Linked DNA regions of Mus musculus: region 2 is linked to region 1. Evidence: chromatin contacts called from public HiChIP or PLAC-seq data. All regions are on one chromosome and are shown on one strand. The core of a region is the stretch at or near the end of the contact, and the rest is flanking DNA. Distances in the headings are between cores, read along the strand shown.

The links. HiChIP or PLAC-seq counts read pairs in DNA pulled down with a chosen protein or histone mark.
Region 2: a contact with region 1 is called in a FOXA1 HiChIP or PLAC-seq map of pancreatic cancer cells. The contact joins two enhancer-like sites. A contact is called at or near these places in 1 of 39 promoter capture datasets (the SN4741 cell line) and 2 of 115 datasets of contacts at active chromatin or transcription factors (cardiomyocytes and pancreatic cancer cells).

What each region holds. Positions count from the first base shown.
Region 1 is chr1:165,103,393-165,108,565 of GRCm38.p6, reverse strand. No RefSeq gene overlaps it. Among named protein-coding and RNA genes, the nearest start is that of 4930568G15Rik, 14 kb to the right of the region's middle. Within about 2 kb of position 3,680, at least 72 of the 459 cell types and tissues checked have an H3K27ac peak or open chromatin away from gene starts, as enhancers often do. A contact at or near this core is called in pancreatic cancer cells, where this site is marked.
Region 2 is chr1:164,710,500-164,715,477 of GRCm38.p6, reverse strand. No RefSeq gene overlaps it. Among named protein-coding and RNA genes, the nearest start is that of Dpt, 84 kb to the left of the region's middle. Within about 2 kb of position 1,292, at least 24 of the 459 cell types and tissues checked have an H3K27ac peak or open chromatin away from gene starts, as enhancers often do. A contact at or near this core is called in pancreatic cancer cells, where this site is marked.

The DNA.
Region 1 (5,173 bases), core at 2,431-4,930:
GCAGGCATGCAGACAGAACACTCGTAAATAAATCTTTTTTAAAAAATGCTTTCCTTTATAAGAGTTGTTGTGGTCTTGGTGTCTCTTCACACAATTAGAACAGTGACTAAGGCTCTGAGAGTCAAATCTTCTCTAGATTAACCCCTGTATCTTTTGGTTGATAGAGGTTGTTCGGGCTGCTGTAGCCTATGTCTTGTGTGGCTTATGAGACAGTCCATCCAACCCTGGAATTGTTGGGAAGATACAAAAACTCTAGGATCGTGGATGGTGAGTTGGTGTGTGCTGCTGTGGTGAGACCACAAGAGTCCTGCCCAGTTTTTCTCATTTTCTAGAAGAAGAAACAAGACAAAGTGATTGGAGACCTTTCCCAAGGTCACGTGGGAGGTGAGGCAAATGGCAGACTGGCTCTGGAAGCGTTGAAAAGACCAAGATGCAGGAGCTGAACTTCAGGTAACAGCAAATGAGAATCAGTCACTAACGGGTTTAAAGTTGAATGACCTGAGACAAAGCTGTGTCCTTGTCCAGCTCAGCCCAGCAGAAGCAGTCAGGCAGGCATTGCCAGGTGAAGGCACCCAGCAGGCAACCCAGCAAAGTTCTTGGGGGTCAGGGGAGTCCTTGACTGGATCTCAATCAATGGACTCTTTCACTAGAGGTTGCCTAAGACCATAGGAAAACAGATATCTACACTATAATTCATAACAGAAGGAAAAGTACTATTATGAAGTAGCAATGAAAATAATTTTATGGTTGAGGTCACAACCTGAGGAACTATATTACATTTTGTGTTTTATAAAGAAAGGGAAGCCAGGGACATGTTTGGTAGAGCTGCGTATGGTGTGGGGGAAGGGAATGCCTCTGCAGGCCCACAACAGGTATAGTATAGAATAGAGTTTATTTAGGGCATGGGAAGGGGAGTTGAGGGAGGAGAGACAGAGAAAGACAGAGAGAGAGAGAGAGAGACAGAGACAGAGACAGAGAGAGAGACACAGAGAGAGAGAGACAGAGAGAGAGAGAGAGAGAGACAGACAGACAGACAGACAGAGAGAGAATGAATACAGGAGTAGAGATCTTGGATTTAAGTGGTGGACAGTAGAGAGTCACATGTATACAGAAAGCTTACTCCATGCCAGGAATTATCCTAAGTCCACTGCCAATCTCAGCCAGTCCCTACCGCAGTTTTAAGAGGCAGGTACTATTACTGCCCTCATTGGCTCAGGGCCACCAGCTAATGCTGGCAGTTAGTATGGAAACCGAACAGTCTGCCATCAATGTTCTTAAGCACAGATGTGGCCTCACTTAGAGTTTTTAGGCAGAGAAATGGTGTGGCCATCCAGAGAGGTTTCAGGAGGAGCACTTTGGCTGTGGTGAGAGAAGATCCATACAGGAAGGAAAGGGGACTGCCGGGGAGCTATTTGAGACTGGAAGGGTTGGAATAGATGTACATCTGTGTACATTTATGAGTGGATAGGGGAAGCCGAGGAAATGTCTGGGCATATGAAGGGTGGATGAAGACCAGAATCACCTTTTACAAGATGGAGCGTCTCACGATTGGCGGGAAGTAGGAAGGGATAGGGCAGAAGAAGAAATCCCCAACATTTGGTGAGAAAAAGGGTTCCTCTGACTCTATGGTGAATTCCAAGAGGCAGGGGCTAAAAAGTATTGGCCCAGTACAGGAGAACCTGGGAGGAGAGCCCACATGTCAACTAGACACCAACCATGTAACTCAGCCATGAAGGGAAGCGAGGAGGAGGCTGGCCCTGAGTTAATTTCTTTGTCAGGCCGTAAGTCTGGTTGCTCTCTGGCTGCCTCCGGTCTGACATACACAGCTCATCTTTCTTTTTTTTTTTTTTTTTTTTAATTAGGTATTTTCCTCATTTACATTTTCAATGCTATCCCAAAGGTCCCCCATACCCACCCCCCCAATCCCCTACCCACCCACTCCCCCCTTTTGGCCCTGGCGTTCCCCTGTACTGGGGCATATAAAGTTTGCAAGTCCAATGGGCCTCTCTTTGCAGTGATGGCCGACTAGGCCATCTTTTGATACATATGCAGCTAAAGACAAGAGCTCCCGGGTACTGGTTAGTTCATATTGTTGTTCCACCTATAGGGTTGCAGTTCCCTATAGCTCCTTGGGTAATTTCTCTAGCTCCTCCATTAGGGGCCGTGTGACACATCCAACAGCTCATCTTTCTTATAGAGTCCCTGGAAGAGTGACCCAAGGAGGTGGGCTAGTGGAAGGCAAGAATTCTTGCACTGGGGCTGATGGACCAGTGTTCAGCCTTCTCATCTGCAAGTCTTTTCGCTTGTGCTTGTCAGAAGTCTGGCTTGACTCACAGTTTAAATTCCTGAACACTGGACCAGGGCTCAGCAGGGGGACTCATTCTTGGTTCACAGTAGGGGGGCTTGCATGCCTGTAAAGGCACATCAGGAAGTTCTGAGAAGTCAGTTTACAGCAGAGAACATTGAAGACACCAGGGGCCCACTGCATCGAAGAGCTAGAGGGTATAAATAGGGTTTTGCAGTTTGGAAACCTAGCTTGGGGAGGAGTTGGTGTTCGTCTGTCTTGCTCTTCAGGAGGACATTTGCCTCGAAGCCTGGCTACTTCTCTCATGGTTCAGAAGCCTCCGAGGTCCTCTTCCTTCTGAAGCAGAGAGAAACGATATGTTCTTTGGGTGGGAAGCTTATCTTGCAGAAACACAGCTTCTATGCTGCACTGCTGCTGAGTTACAGTGGTGCTCATAGGGAAGATGTCCTTGCTACTCTTTCTGCTGCAGGCTGACTCATCTCCTCTGCAACCGGCAGACTGCAGATTGCATCCTGCCTGGTAGTTGCTATACAGAGCTAAAGGCTGTCTCCAGAGAGAGTTATAGAAATTACAACCCGTCGAAGGGAATACTGCTCTAAATATGCTCATTTAGTGAGATTTTATTTTTATTATTTTATTAATGGATCCTCAATAGGAAACAGCAGGTATCACTGTTTTCAGAAATTTGTCCCCCCCACCCCCCAGGGGGGTTGTTTAGTAATTGGCTTTGGGTTCTATATCCTGCAGTCATGTTGGACATGGTTTTTAGCTCATCTCTATCTGGCATGAGTCCAGGCTAAAGTTCCTGTGTCAGGACTACCTTGGAATCAGAGGCTTGGGGCGGGGTGGGGGTGGGTAGTCTCCTAGCAGATGGCATTTGCCCCCAAACCTCCCCCCCCTGTCCCCCTGCTCTGGAGTCGGATAATTTAGCAAGACCCCAAAGAGACATTTTTTTCTTTCATCAAGGTTAGGCTATGTTACAGCAGAGTGGGCAGCTGCCACTGGCTCCTGATTGGATGCATCAATCCCCAGGTGCGTTCACTCAGAGTTCACTCTCCAGGAAGAGGCTGGGCTGGCAGGGTCTTCACTGCTTGTGTGGGGTACCCCTTAGCTCCGGCTGACTGCTCGTGGTTCTGCTCTGTAAGGGTTGTGTGCGGCAAGAATTCCATTTATAGCCACCTGCAGTTTACAAGGCTCTGGACATGTCTGGTGGCTACTGATAAGGCAGGAGGCATGCGGGCCAATTTCTTTTGTGTGGGCATGAATGAGATGGAACCTCAGAGCAGCAATGGTACCGCCAGACACTAACAGGCAGGCTGTAGAGCTGCCTGGCTGGCATGGTACCCAGGGCTATGTTTGCTGAGTAGCTGCTGGAAAGTGAGTCAGAAAAAACAAAAGGTAGGCCCAGCCTGGAGGAGTTCCGGGAATAGAACATTCAGCCAGTGTTCTATGAGTGGGTGGAAATGCTCAGAGCTCAGCTGCCTTCAAGTGTGTCCAATCACTGTGATGTGATGTTGTCACCTATAAAGTTCACCATGGAGACCCATGCAGTCACGTTACAAAAATGTTTTAAAAATAATCTCATAATGGTTCAAGTCAGTTTATGATTTTGTTTTGGGCCACACTCATAGCTGCTTGTGGTAATCAGAACCTGGTGGTGTTCTTGGCAGAGTTTAAGAGGGTGCTGTAGATAAAGGAGGTGTTCTGTGCATTGCCAGGAGGAAAGGCATGTATTCTTTTTCAAAGCAATAAAGAAATCAACAAATAAACAAATCAAAGATGGAGGCAAGCTGAGTGTGTACAGGCTGACCGGTACATGCTGTGTGTTTTCTTTCCATTCTTGTGTGTGCATGTATGTTGTATATCTGTATATATACATGCTTGTATGTGTGGGCACATCTGTATATATGCATGCTTGTTTGTGTGTAAGTCGAGGCCTGTGGTGGTTTGAACATGCTTGGCCTAGGGAGTGGCACTGTTAGGAGGTGTGGCCTTGTTGGAGGAAGTGTGTCACTGTGGGAGTGGGCTTTGAGACCTTCCTCCTAGCTTCATGGAAGACAGTAGTCTTCCCCTAGTGGCCTTCAGATCAAGATGTAGAACTCTCAGCTTCCCCTGCACCATGCCTGCCTGCATGCTGCTGTGTTCCAGCTTTGATGATAATGGACTGAACCTCGGAACCTATAAGTCAGCCCCCATTAAATGTTGTCCTTATAAGACTTGGTCATAGTGTCTGTTCACAGCAGTGGAAACCCTAAGTCACAAGCAGAGGTACCAGAGGTGTGTGGCAGCTTGTCCCCCTCCCCCTCCCTCCTCCCCCTCCCTCTTCCTCCTCCCCCTCCCTCTCCCTCCTCCTCCTCCTTCCTCCTCCTCCTCCTCCTCCTCCTCCTCCTCCTCCTCCTTCTTCTTCTTCTTCTTCTTCTTCTTCTTCTTCTCTCTCTCTCTCTCTCTCTCTCTCTCTCTCTCTCTCTCTCTCTCTCTTTCTCTCTCTCTCCCTCCCTCCCTCCCTCTCTCCCTCCACATGCCCTGCCACCATGCAGATCCTGGGAAAGGCTGAGCAGGAACACAGTGAGAAGTTGACAAGGGCAAGACACAAGCCCTGATAATGAAGCCCATCTTGCTGGCATCTTTATTGCAGACATCTCCATCTTCAAAACAGATCATTCATTTCTGCTTTTTATTTTTTGTTAAAATACTGTTAGCAGACTATTGTAGTAAAAGTTAATATGGGGTTTCTACCCCACCCTTGATCATTTAGTTTCCAAAGAAAAGACACAAAACCTTTATATTTATGTCTTAATGCACTGGAGCTGGGCAGATAGCCTGTCAATAACCCTGAGTTATAACTTGCATGTTCTGCCTGGGCCACTC
Region 2 (4,978 bases), core at 43-2,542, 390 kb after region 1:
CTTAAAGCCTGTCCCATATGGGCCCAGCTGTAATGTCTACTAATATACCAGCTGTGGTGTCTACTAATATACCAGTTGTAACGTCTACATTACCACAGCAATAGAAGGCCTGAATGCTGGTGCAGGTACAATCTGTGATGTAAACAGTACTATAATTTAAACCGTGACCTTCCCACAAAGGCTCATGTGCTGAAGGCAAGGTCTGGCACCTGCACTTCTATTGGCAGCTTCTGGATCCATTTGGATTTGGAGTCTACTAGAAGGAGTTTACTTTAACAGGGTCACGCCCTTGACAAAGTACTGAGACCTTGCCCCCTTCCTGTCAGTCTCTCCTTTTTGTCTCCTTGTTTCTGTGAGATAAACATGCCTCTTCTGGCTTATACTACCACCATGTCACACTGTCTTGACATGGGCTCAAAGTCAATGAAGCCATCCAACCATGAACTAGAACATGCTGAAACAGAGCCAGGGCTTCATCCTTGTAACAAGAGCTAGCAAATGCATTTGGTATGAGTTTGTAAGCACGTGCAAAGGGATGACTGGCAGATTATTTTCTATGGTAGGAAATCAGCTGCCAAAGGTTTAAAAGTCGAGGGACAGCAGTATAAACCAGGTGTTGTGGCTCACATATAAATTTTAGCACCTAGGAGGACTGTGGGGAAGTGGGAGAGCAGCCTGGGCTACACTGTAAGAACCTGTTTCAAAAAACAAAAAAAAAAAAAAAAAATGAAAGAAAAGGAAACAGCAATATAATATCTATCTAGTAAACTGAGGTTTGTAGTTATGACTGCATTTTAGATTACAGAGAGATCATTAATGTAGTTAAAAATCAGTCTTAAAATATGAGGCAAGGAATTTTAAGGCTAAATAACTTAATATTTGGACATGATCATGTAGAAATTTAAACCTAATTACATATTTGGGAAGTGTTTGCAGATTGGCCCCACCTCCTGTATGTATCCTGGAGTTTGATGATTAACTGCCTGTGAGTTCCAGGGTAACTTCGGTGGTCAGTTAGAGCTTTGTTTGTTAGAACAGTTCAGCTACCACTATAGTGTGTGCTACAAAGCCAGAGTACTGGATTGAGGCAATATTTACTCAAAGGAGAGGGATATTTTTACTTCTCACAAAATACCCCTTTTGTCAGCCACACTGTACCACTATGCTTTAATGGGATATTTTGCCAAATAGCCAAGAGTTACTTACTGGTTAATGATTGTCCCATACTGATGGAAACTGAGTGTAAGTCACTGCCAAGAATGAGGAAGTTCAGTAAATAAGGGCAACATGTCCACATCTCGGCTCTTTCCTTCAGATCCAGCAACAGAAATCAGATGGACAGCTTTAAATGACCTTCTACAGTGCTTAGGAGATGAATTTGATCATTAGACAAATCAATGATTAAAAAAAAATAGTTTGAAATCTTGGCTGTCAGTGTGAGAAAGTTATTATTTAAAAAGCCAACTGATAACACACACACACACACACACACACACACACACACACACACACACACAAGGGGCAGGAGATGAATCTGGTTTCATACCAAGAGCTAAATCGTCCAGCCTGATCTAATTGTTCCAGGAAAAGTTCAATGCCACAGGGAAATAAAGAATGGCCAGAGAAGCCAATTAGCCTTTTCCAAAATGATTCGCCTTCCATGGTTTAAGCTAAAAATAATCTACTCTTGTCCTTTCCCTTCCTATCTGAAAGTGTAGCCTGCTTCTTAATTAGCTAGAGAAGCTTATGTTAGCTTTTGAATCTACGTGTTAAATGCTCACTGTATATTTTTAAAAGTTGCGATTTATTGGTTGGGGTTATGCGTGCCATGATTACTTATTTTCTGCATTTTGACCAGTTGAGGTTTTGTGTAATGGTCTGTGCACTTAGGAAGGAGCCAGTTCGGAATCTGAACACCACACCCTGAAGGGAGATTGTCCAACACTCTTTTTTGTTTGTTTGTTTGTTTTTGTTTGTTTGTTTGGTTGGTTGGTTGGTTGGTTGGTTGGTTGGTTGGTTGGTTTTTGGGTTTTTTTTAGTAGCCCTGGCTGTCCTGGAACTCACTCTGTAGACCAGGCTGGCCTCGAACTCAGAAATCTGCCTGCCAACATTCTTATAGGATGAGACTACATAACAAGGGGGATGGGGTGGGCTGTTGTACTGACCAATCATATTTCGACACAAGGGCATAAGCAAAAGGATGCTTCTTTGCTGAGGGGTGAGAGCTACGCTTCTGTGAGGCTATATGGATAAGTACTTAGATTGCAGTTAGAAATTAGACTGGCTTAGGAGAGTGGTGTGAGGAGGTCCTCCTCTAAGATCTCTGACCTTAGGAGCCAATGGTACTTGCTTAGGTTTATTTAATGAGGCATGGTTTCCCTCTTGCTACATACATCTACAACAAAATCCCTAATTAGAAGCCTCGGGGAACCTTGTAGTGTTAGGTTCAGGGTGGAACCCAAGAAAACTTACTTCAGATATGGAAGCTGAAAAATGAAAGCTTTATTTTCTGAGCGCTCAGCGAGGCGGCCAGTTCAGGGTCTGAACCATGTCCCTGAAGGGAGATTGTACATTTTTATAGGATGGGACCACAAAACAAGGGGGATTGGGGTGGGCTATTTTATTGACCAATCATATTTTGATACAAGGGGTTAAGCGAGGAAGTTATTGTTAGTTACGGGCCTTATCTGGATCACCTGATTTCAGGGTTCTCTAGTCATCCTTTGTAGTCAGGTTCCCACTGGACTCTGATCTGGCCGAAACCAGGGCCTTGTGCTAAATCCCCAACCAGGAACTTAGAATGATAAGAGAACAAAGGAGTAGGGCTGCAGCTCTTAGCCAATGAAAGGAAGACAGAACATTTACAACTTGTGTACCTTAGTTTAGACAACAGGATAACAGCAACTTCCCTTTTTGCATCCTCTGCTGGTTAACAGACATGGAACACCTGAACAAGCAGAATAGGAGCTGGGTTCCAAGGCCTGGGAACATGAACTCAGTTTTGATCCAGTTAGCTGAGACGGCTGGACTCAGAAAACGGTCTCCTAACAGTAGAAAGAGAGCAATGGGAAGGATGTAAGAGCCAGGGGACCATTTGCTGGTCTGCCAATCATCTTAGAGTCTCTGCTGAAGATGCCTGGGCTGGGAAATCCACTCAGCCAGGTAAGTACTTGCCTTGTGTGATGCCTTGCATCAAAGTCCAGTGTATTGGAGAAAGTGTGTAGCCCCAGGAGGCTGAAACTCACACATCTCTGGGGCCAGCCTAGCCTACCAATTTGGTCATCTCCAGGCCAGTGTGGAAAAAAGGAAAAGAAAAAGAAAGTAGTTGATGCCTGAGGCATAATACTAAAAGTTGTTCTCTGACCTTTACACACACACACACACACACACACACACACATACATATACACACACACACATACACACTTACAGACACATGCAAATATATATATATGCACATATGCACACACACATACATATACACATATACATACATACACACTTACAGACATATGCAAATATATATATATATATATACATATGCACACACATACACACACGCATACATACACACAAACTCACACACACATATACATACACATATATGCATCATATATGCATACTCAAACACACTCTCAAGCATAAGACCCTTGCCTTGCTTGACTGAACAGAGGACTATGTTCAAAAAAAAAACAAAAAAAAAACCGAAGCATACAAGAGATAGGGACGCCTTAACCATTTTGAGAAAGAAGCTGAAGGGAATGGTTGGTAAAGACCCTTTCAAGCCTAAAATGCAATGAAAGAACTAAAGAGCCCGCCTGCACAGTACAGGTAGAGATGGGAATGAGCAGCCTGTTTCTCTGATATCTGAGAAACAAGCCCAGAGAGGGATGCTGGTTGTATACAGTTTGAAGGATGGAGGAGTTCTGTTTGTTGGGATTTCCTGTTCTAGGCATAGGTGCATTCTCTGATTTAAAGCAGTAGTCACTTCCCTGACTCCCTCCAGGTAGACAGACTTTGAGCACTGTTGCTGGTGCCTTTGTCAGAATCAAATGACTAAAAAGGTCAGCATCATTAATAAGTGGCTTGAGAAGAGTAAACATGTCAGACAGAAAATCCATGAGCCTCTGGGGCTTCTCTACAGAGCCTTGCTCCAGTGTGTTCACTTGGCACTGATTGGCTCCTGGAAGGAAAACTGCCAAAAGGAGCTTTCAGGACAGAGGGAGGGTCATGCAGGCCTTACTCCTGGATAGATACGCCTAACGTATACTACTGACCCTCCATGATGGAAGGCTGTTGGCTTCACTGTTTCAGAGTAGATGCCTTGATACACTCACAAGTACTCAAGTATACATTAGTTTTCTAATTTAATATATACATACAGGTGGAGACAGTGTAGTGAATAAATGCCCATTAAAGAAGTCTGTGGGCCTGGGGCAAAGTCTTCACATTATAGGGGTGATTTCCAAGGCCCTTTGTAACTATAAAGGTCTGTGATTCTAAAGGAGGCCCTGATACATATCAGTGTTTTCTATATTTTGCTACTAGTCATAATCACCAAATATAGTTCCCAATGCTATTTAGTAGTGAAGCAAAGGGAAAAACTGGATTGTTAAAGGATGGGGAAAAAGGAGGAGGAGGAAGAGGAAGAGGAAGAGGAGGAAAAAGAGGAGGAGAGGTGATAAGGAGGGAGGAAGGAGGAAGAAGGAAGAAGGAAGAAAGAAGAGGAAGTTCTTTTTCCCTTTTTTCCCCTCCCCCTCCCTCCCCTCCTTCCTTCCTTACTTCCTCCCTTCCCCCTCCCTCTCTCTCCTTCCTTCCTCCCCTCTCTGTGTGTATGTGTGTTTGTGTGTGTCTGTCTGTCTGTCCCTGTGTGTCTGAGGCAGGGTCTTCCTGTGTATCCCAGGCTGGCCTGGAGCCCCAAACCTCCAGCCTCTACCCCATGGTTGTTGGCTCACCTACAGGCATCACCATGCCTGCC